Regions from separate parts of the Mus musculus genome. Here region 1 is linked to region 2. A link is a contact called in public promoter capture Hi-C data. All regions are on one chromosome and are shown on one strand. Each heading gives the region's core, a stretch centred on a gene start, on an enhancer-like site or on the middle of the called end of the contact. The rest is flanking DNA. Distances are from core to core; before and after follow the strand shown.

Region 1 (4,731 bases), core at 1,242-3,741, 250 kb after region 2:
TTTTAAAACTGAGTAACCACCATGTGTCTTTTTGCATGCAATTAACTAATCATGAAATGGACTGAGAGTGTGGCCTGCTTTTATTGGCTAATCCTAGATCTTTATCACACATACCCCTCCCTCAAGCTCTAGTGTGGCATGGCATGTCCACAGGCCCAGAAGTATCATGGATGATAATATCAAAGTTATTATATGGAAGACCATCACAACAAAACAAGTCAAAGCAGTTCCATTTCCCCGTCTCCAATTCCCACTCAATATTAATGCCAGCTGGTGAATCACGGGTCCCCATGGCTCCACTCTCCGTCTCATGTACCAGCCTCTTAGGCTATGGCGTTGTGGCCAGGGGCCCCACTCCCAATCTCATGGAGGTTCTTTTTATAATTATTTCTTTTTTTTTTTTTTGAGGTTATAGCTGTCATTTTCCTCTCCCCTCTGCTCTTTGGGGGTTATTTACTGGCCTTTCAAAAGGCAAGTGGTGTGGGTATCTGCTAACCAGCCTGCCACTTCCCCACTTCAATGTCTCTACATTATAAAGAATATCTGTTTAACCAGATTTCTGTGTGCTTATTGTCTTTGAATACCTCCCTAACATCCCCAAACTTTGAAAACCTTCATTCTGGGCCATGACTCTGTATGACTGAAGCTGTCAAATTGTTTGTATACCTTCTGCATGCTCCTGGATAGAGGCTTTCCTTGCTTATTGCAAAGATGAGAAGCAGAGCCACAAGTCCTGCCACTGTTACTGTAAATGTCTTCTATTTAGGGTGAGGGAGACAGTGCTGACTACTGCTCCAAGATTCTAGCACAATGTGAACACTTTTAATCAGCCTCTTGGGCTTTTTGTTTTTCTTTGGGAAATTATTATAATCTTACCCCATCTTTAACTATTTATCTCGTATCAGCTATCCAAATATACCCAATAATGCTCTTTCTGAAAATATGCCAGTTGCTCTAATCAAGCTAACCTGGGATAGTACATTGTGATGTCTCTTTCTTAGCGATTGTAACACTATTCCCCAAAGCATGTCTTTGGTGCAGATTCTATTTTAAAGATTCCAGTAAAGCTTGTCTCATGTACTTATTTTAATGATCTTTTCTGGCTCCTAAAAAATGTTGGTGCAGTTCTTGTGAGTTGATCCAATTTTCATACCATGTCTGTTCGTGTTCTCAGAAAATTTTACTCATTGGCATGTTGTTTACATAATGCTCACAAAAGTCTGGGTTAGTGTTTGTTGGGAGGTCATTTCGCCTATTGGGCCAAGTTGCCAACTCAACGGGCACACGTCTGGTAGCCTACCTTCAGGATCTTGAGCCAGACTTTCTTTTGTAAGTAGCTACAATGAGTCAGTCAGCATAGATTTAGGGCCTCACTGGCTGTTTCTCCTATTCAGTTTGAGCCTGTCAATCCCTTTAAATCAGCTCCAGAAAGGTGGACACTTTCAGAGCTCCAGCCTTGGTGAGAAGAGAGCGTTTTCTACCAGCGACAGCTTCACTGTGTCGATCTCAATTTCTCCATCCTGGAGCTAGACAAACTTCATTCTAACCCAGCCAATGATTGCTAGGGAGATGGGATTAGGAGGGGAGTGAGGGGGTAACTGGAAGTGAAAGTGGCCAAAAAGCTGTCTACACGTGTATGAGATTATCAAATAATAACACAGAAGGGAAGGAGGCAGAGGGAAGGACCAAAAAAAGCTGTATATGCATGTGTGAGGTTTTCAAATAATAGCAAAGAAGGAAGAACGGGAGAGGAAGGGAGAATGGGAACCCTACTTTATGATGTGTAACAAACTTTTATCTTTGTATGCTTTTGAGTTTGTCAAAGCACGAGAAGAGCCTCAGAAATACAGCCACCATTAGCCCAGCAGTAACATTTCCAAAGATGTATACAATGATGATCTTTAAGGATATGTCCAAAATTGACTGAAAGGAGGTTCAGTGCAAAATTGATTATATAGACTCAAAACAATATATAGAGTCAAAAGAAGCAAAACAATGAACCTAATTCCTTATTTCCCCTATAAATAAAATTGTAGAAATAGGTTTGTATCAACAAATTGTATTGAGGATGTCTAAAAGCCAGTTTGCTTTGAAAAATATCACCACATAGACCCTATAATATATCAATATTTATGTAGTAATTTGGTATCAGGAATAGTTAAGGCCACAGATGTTGTTTTGCTTTTTGTTGTTTTCCTTTTGTAAATCTTTGTTCTGTCCTCTGATGTCTATTTAGTGCTTAGCAGTGATATTCATTCCTAGGAAGAGAAATATGTATTTGTCCTAACAGGGAAGCATTAATTCAGAGCAGGTACCCCTTCAGTCTGCCCTAGTGCTGTCAAGGTGAAGCCCAGGCAGTGAGGTTTTCCCAGCAGCTGACAACGCCTGCCAGAAACTCAAGCTCTGATTTGTGTCTGCAGGAAAGGAGAGCCCCCCAGTCAGTGACACTCCAGATGAAGGGGATGAGCCCATGCCTGTCCCTGAGGACCTGTCCACTACCTCTGGAGCACAGCAGAACTCCAAGAGTGATCGAGGCATGGGTAAGTGGCTCACCCTGCTGTCCTGCAGGCTGTAGCATATGCACAGTTAGGAAATGGCTGCTGTGTAGGATAAGGTAGGTGGGCTCATTCCCTCTTGTCCTCTGAGGTCAGTCACATAACAGGGTTTCCTCAAGTTGGGATATGGGTGATCTGCTTTAATTGATGTGTTTATTTTTAAGGTGGTTTTCTGTTGACTACAGGTGATCTTGGTGTTACTATGTGCTGAACAACATGGAACTGTATGAAATACATTTGTATTAATTTAAAGGTCACTTTAAATCAAGGAGTTCGGCCAGTGTTGGAGCATATAGATCTCCTTTGCTTAGTCCTGAAAACACCCTGTATGCTAGGGGTTCTTTTCAAAACATAAACAGATGGTCACAACCTGCCTGTGGTTCTCATCACCAAGCGAGAGGCTCATTCTGGGAAACAGGAGAAATTGTCCTTTGACCATGCCACACAGGGAGAGCCCCTACTTCACAGTCAGGCTAAGGACTTAGTTCTTGTGGAGAAAGAGGTGGGCTTGCCCAGAATTTCCACAGCTGCTGTGGAACCTCTGCAGAATCATCATGCTGTAGGTGTGATTTAAGGAACCGAAAACCAGGCTGGTTCCTGGAGAGCGGGAAAGATGTGTGTATTTCACGTGTCATAGATGAATAGGTCACAAGTGCTGTGGGCACCTTGTCCCTTTGGCCGTGTAGTGTGAGCAGGGAGCAGGCTTCGCTGGCACTGCTGGCTGGCTCCCTCACGGGCCTTTGCATCCTAAATCAAGTGCTCAGTTCCAGGTGCCCTTGGTATGCGCACTCTGTAGAACATGTCATTCCCAGGGTCTTCTCTCCCTGACTGTCACCATGTACAATTTTCAGTTCAATTTCCTTTCAAGATGAAGTTTAGAAAGTAATCATTTCAAACTTGAAAAATTAAAATGCCTTGGTAAACGTTTTGCCTGATTTGGCAGTAGCAGTTGACTTGGCCCTGAAGACAGGAGGAGGCTATTTGATGTGAGCCTCAGAAACAAAGAGAGCAAAGTTTTTGGTGGACAACTAGAAGCCACAACATCACCTGCTAGAAAAACTGAGAGCAAAAGCCCAGAGAACAGATAGTACATGGGAAAGGGATGAGAAAACCCACCATTGGAACACCCCCAGCCACACTACATGGTGGCCGCCTTGTCCTGTGTGATTGTTGAAGGAAATCCACCCATTTCCACATGTAGGCTATATATAGGCTGTAAGTTTCATAATGTGTAGAATATAACATTAAATAGAATGGGGTAATATCTAGGAGGTATTCACAAATTACAGGAAATAAAGTTGAAGCAATACTTCACCACACTGCCTTATGGAGTGGCTCATGAGAATCATGGATTAAAAAGGACAGGGGACCAGGAATCAGGAGAGTTTGGAATAGGATCAAAGGGCAACAGGGTCAAGCAAGAGTCACCATGGAAACAGGGAGGCAGGAGGGCAAGTCTCAGAAGGGACACATCCAAGATTCTGGTCCCTGACTGTGACCCTCAGGGCAGAACTTCTCATTTCTCTGAGCCTCCATTTTCCTCATGTGAGCGAGAGCACTACCGCATGCCCCAGAGTGGCTTTGTGGGCCAGATGAATAAAGCAGAAGACAGAATGGCAGACAGACTAAAAGAGAGAGAAAGTGTGTGGGTGCATCGCAGGCACAAATGTTCCTAGGGACTGTTCCTAGAGAAAAGGGATCCATGCGGCCTCAGTAGTAAGATGAGGACAGACAACAGAGCATAAGGAAGAGATGAGTCCATTAATAAAAAACGGACCCATAAAACACGCAAAATTGAAAACAGCCAGGAGAGAGAGAGAAATGTGTTAGAGAAGGACAGCGACAAGAGGAGACTGACTGCAGATTGAGAGCTCAAGCCTGTGGAGTGACCAGCAGTGAGGACGCAACAACCTGGGTCACTCAGTGGAGAGAAATGGGCCTGCTACTGACAGCTGTGACCATGCCAGGAGACTCTGTACCAGACAAGAACAGACAGAGTTAGAAAACAAGTGGTGAGAGACTGGAAACCAGCCCCTGACTGGCTAGTGGGTCATTCCCAGGATTAGAAAAGTTGGGGTTTCACACACTGCTGCTTTCTGTAATAATGCTGAAAGGACACCATAGATCTATGTATAAAAATTGGGACAATGGCAGTCAGAGGCAGAGTAATACAAGC
Region 2 (4,204 bases), core at 1,529-4,028:
GTCACCCTGTAAACAGATGCTAGTAACTTCCAATTACTCAAAAGCTATTGATGAGTACCAGGAAAATGTGTCGATCCCACTATTTTCAGTGAATCTTGAGTCAAGTGGATACTTCTTGGCAGTCGAGCCAAATGTCCAACTATGAAAAACAAGAAGAAAACAAGGGATCAACGTTTGTCTTGTAAACATTCCCAAGTACTAAAACAAGAGTATAGTTTATCTTGACTCCTTTTCAGGAAGTATGAATCAGTGTCCTATGATATGTTACCTACTGCTCTGCATAGTCCTTAAAGAATTCCATATAGTTGTGGCTTACCCCTTATAAATCTTAGCCCAGCCTTTCTGTGCTGACTTACCATAGTCTCCCACCTTACAGGGCCCATATCACAAACCCCTCCTCCCTCAGACTTCCTGCATGACCTCATTAATTGATGGTCATGGAAGACTTTCCTTGGTCCAAACTCCATTGATAGAAGCATCAGTGTTTAAGTCAAGAATCCTTTGCAAGCACTACACCTATAACATGAAAACTATTAAGACAATGATTTTGAAACACTTCCTGATAGTCTTCATTCGTTGTTGAATGAGCATTTATGATAGTGTGATGTTGTGAACAGAAGAGGTAGAGAATGCAATACAATGACTGTAAAGTGTTACTCCCAAATCGCCTCAATAGCAGCAGGTAAAGAGGAGAGACTATGGCATTAAAGGCCGCAGTGGAGTTTAAATGCAAATTCTGCCACAGGAAAGTTACTTTAAACTTCAAGTCTAAGGGTTTTCATCTGCAAAATGAGACTGACAATTGCAGCCTTATAGAATTATCATCGGAGATATGAAGTGCTATGTAATTACAGCCTTTACCAGTCACAGTTTACATGTTAAGATACTAAAAGCTTATCCTGTTTTTGATAGACCTTATCAAAAAAAAGGAAAGTCAGGCAATGTTTTTAAACAAAAACACAAATTTCATTACCACGTATGAGGCCAAGAGCCATACTCAACTCCATCTTTTTCACGCAGAATAATTAGACAATCTATTCTCACAGGACTCTTTGTGCCCATCACTTGAACTTTAGTGTTCGATGAGAGTAATCTTTTATATCCCTCTCCCCATCCTAGCTTCCTTTCTGTGCCTGTGATAAACACCACGCCCCAAATCAACCTGGGAGAAGACTAGTGAGGACTGATTTCCCCTGGCAGGTTATTTCTCTCCTTTTTTGTTTTGTTATGCTTTGTTTTAGTATTACATTTTTTAATTAGGTATTTTCTTCATTTACATTTCCAATGCAATCCCAAAAGTCCTCCATACCCTCCCCCACCACTCCCCCACCCACCCACTCCCACTTCTTGGCCCTGGCGTTCCCCTGTACTGAGGCATATACAGTTTGCAAGACCAAGGGGCCTCTCTTTCCGATCCAGGAAAGCAAAGGCATCCAGGACTCAAACCCAGACTTGGAGGCAGCAGGCTAAGCGGAAGCACGGGGGAATAGTGCTTACCGACTAGCTTCCTCTGGCTTGCTCAGCCTGCTTTCTGACATTGCCTGGGACCACCTGCCCAGGGATGACACCACCTCCCAGAGGACCGGCCCCTCCCACATCAAAAGCAATTAAGAAAAATACCCCCACAGACCGCTCATACGTCAATCTGATAGTCAAATCTTCAATTGAGGTTTCCTATTCCCTGGTAACTACAGATTGTGTCAAGTTAAAAAAAAAATAAAAAACTAGTAAGCATGCCCCATTTCTTTCCTTTAACCACAGTATCCCTTTCTTCACACTTCTTCTACATCTGTATCCTTGGTTACTTTATAGTTCTCTTATTTGAATAAACTTTAACTCTGACAAATGTACCTTTAGTACATTTAGGATCTATGGGACACAGATTATTGCTAGTAAGTCTACAATTTCAACATAAAGAGAGGGAGAGGGAGAGAGACCAAACCTTGCTAGCTAAAAAGCCAATCTAGTAAGCGCTCATTTCTTTCTCCGATATATATTTTTGAAACTAGGATACGTGTTTCCAACTACACCCTGCATTTTACATCCAGAACCAACAGAGGGCGCTGCACTATCAAGGATGGTCTAAAAGCTCACTAGGTTCACAGCACAAATTCAGTACTATACAGAGCTACATAGACTCGCTCTGAAACACACGGCTGGCAATGACCCACGAACTGAAGTTTTATTAAGGCACTTTTAAAGTTCGGATAATCTCTTGGAGCAGGGCCTCCTTCACGAGCCCACAGAGGTCTTTTCTATGCAAATGTAGTTTTCAAGATTCCTACACAAAACTAGGCTCACTGGGGCTGTCCCTGCCAGAGAGGGTGTCCTTGTGTAGTCGGAGTCACGTGACACGGGGCCAACGCAATTCTCGTGAGGAGCCGCGGCAGCCAGAGCTCCCGCCATGCGGCGCCGAGCCTCACCTGCAGGGGGCGCCCGCAGCAAGGCGCAGAGCAGGACGGCGGCCAGCGACAGCGGCGAGAGCACGGAGCCCGAGGCCCCGGCCCGCCGCCGGCCCCGCGGAGCCCGGCCCGGGGCCAAGGCCTCCATCCACACGCCGCCGACGGCCGAGCCTCGGCGCAGAAGGTCGTTACCTGGCGCGCGCCCACCCGCCGCCGGAAGTTGGCAGACGGCAGGCCGGAAGGACGGACCGACGGACGCGCCACTTCCGCTCGGGTGATGTGCGGGAGGTGTGCTAGCTTGGGACCCAGCTTGGGTACACATGGGAGGCAAGAGGTCGATCCCCTAGGGGCTCCCTTGACTTCGAGGCCCCGCACCACTAAGGAAACCCTCCAGAACCTGGCTGGTCTGAGATTCCAAAGCGAGAAGAATCTTGTGTCGCAAAGTTCTAACCTTTGCCTTCCCGTGGTGTCTGTGTGCAGAGGAGAAGCCCCTCTTATTACCTTAGCAGTGGATTGAGTTTCAGCCTTTAGGTGCCTAATGGCAGCAGATCCTGAGAACGGATGACTTAATGAATGTACACCTCTCATAAACTTCCTGGCTATAGTAATGCCAATGCATGAAGTTCCTGACTGTTGTAATGCGAACGATTGTGCATTATCAGTGTGTGGGACTTAATAGAAAATGCATGCAGTGAACACCTAGGAGAAATTAAAGGTATTGCCTTAAAAAGTGGCATGATGGGAAAATGGAGGAAATAGACCTTAGATGACATTGACTTTCATGCAGTACTCGGCTTGGAAGATCATCCTCAACTTGGATTCAGGAAAACATAAAGAACCAGCTCACGGACCGTTTAGAATGAGAATGTATTTAAATTGAAAGAATCATACATCTTTTCTGCCTTTGGAAGGATTTAATGATAGTCCAACTAGGATAAAAATAAATTTTATACAAATATATAGAAACACTAGAAGCAGGCTGTTAAATGTTTTCACTTTTAATATGAAGAGATGGGTAATACGGAGTGGAGTAAAAACTTACTGACCTTCGTGTTTTGGATAAACTGTCCAGGACCTTATGCTGAAAACTTACCCATTTATTTCAACGTTATTGCTTGTTTTGTTGTATATTGCAAATTTTCAGTCATCATCATAGGTGGTCGTGGCTACATTCTGCTTATCCTTACTATCATACAATTGATCTGATTTAAATATTCTATACCTGACTCTTGTAGAAGCTTACCTTCTTTATTTAAGGAGGTGTGAGCTATTACCCTTCGGATTGTAATAATTAAACTTAGTTGCAATTTTCATGCAAAACCAAATTGTCTAGTTAAAAAACAGCTCTTAAGTGGACTGCTATGCTTATCGTTTAAAATAGATCGTTTTTTATGCTGCCATTTACTGAAATAACATAAATACCTCATTGTTTTCGTTCTAAGAATTGTGGTAACTTAAAGAAACTGCAGATAATTTAAGGCATTTAAGAATGGACTTTTACATTGGCTATGATTTATGAATTATTTTTCTTAAAAATCAGTATACTATATCTTCCTTGTTAGCGTATTTAAATTAAACATATACCAATGTTTATAATTTATTCCAACCCGAAAAGTTATTTCTAGTTTGTGTGTGTTTGTGTGTGTGTGTTTGTGTGTGTGTAGGAGAGAGAGAGAGAGAGAGAGAGAGTATATATGAAAGAGAGAGACTGTATATGTATTCACTACATCAACTTCAGTATATTCTTTCAGTTACTATCTTGCCCACAAAATATGAACATGTTAAATTTTTACATATACATG

Evidence for each region. Promoter capture Hi-C pulls out the DNA fragments that hold promoters and counts their contacts.
Region 1: a contact with region 2 is called in a promoter capture Hi-C map of pre-B cells. The contact joins the enhancer-like site here to the promoter of Zpbp in region 2. A contact is called at or near these places in 7 of 39 promoter capture datasets (the C10 cell line, the HPC-7 cell line, embryonic stem cells and 3 more), 1 of 15 datasets of contacts at CTCF or cohesin (large pre-B cells), 6 of 484 Hi-C or Micro-C datasets (B cells, CD8 T cells, the G1E-ER4 cell line and 3 more), 2 of 115 datasets of contacts at active chromatin or transcription factors (the SCID.adh cell line and thymocytes) and 2 of 9 other capture datasets (adipose tissue and liver).

What each region holds. Positions count from the first base shown.
Region 1 is chr11:11,705,365-11,710,095 of GRCm38.p6, forward strand. Ikzf1 (IKAROS family zinc finger 1) reads left to right here. Exons shown (of 8, transcript NM_001025597.2): 3 at 2,421-2,540. Among named protein-coding and RNA genes, the nearest start is that of Ikzf1, 22 kb to the left of the region's middle. Within about 2 kb of position 2,492, at least 1 of the 459 cell types and tissues checked has an H3K27ac peak or open chromatin away from gene starts, as enhancers often do. A contact at or near this core is called in pre-B cells, where this site is marked.
Region 2 is chr11:11,459,641-11,463,844 of GRCm38.p6, forward strand. Zpbp (zona pellucida binding protein) reads right to left here and starts at 2,779. Exons shown (of 8, transcript NM_015785.2): 1 at 2,424-2,779; 2 at 59-139. The coding sequence starts at 2,724. Spata48 (spermatogenesis associated 48) reads left to right here and starts at 4,104. Exons shown (of 9, transcript NM_001347068.1): 1 at 4,104-4,204.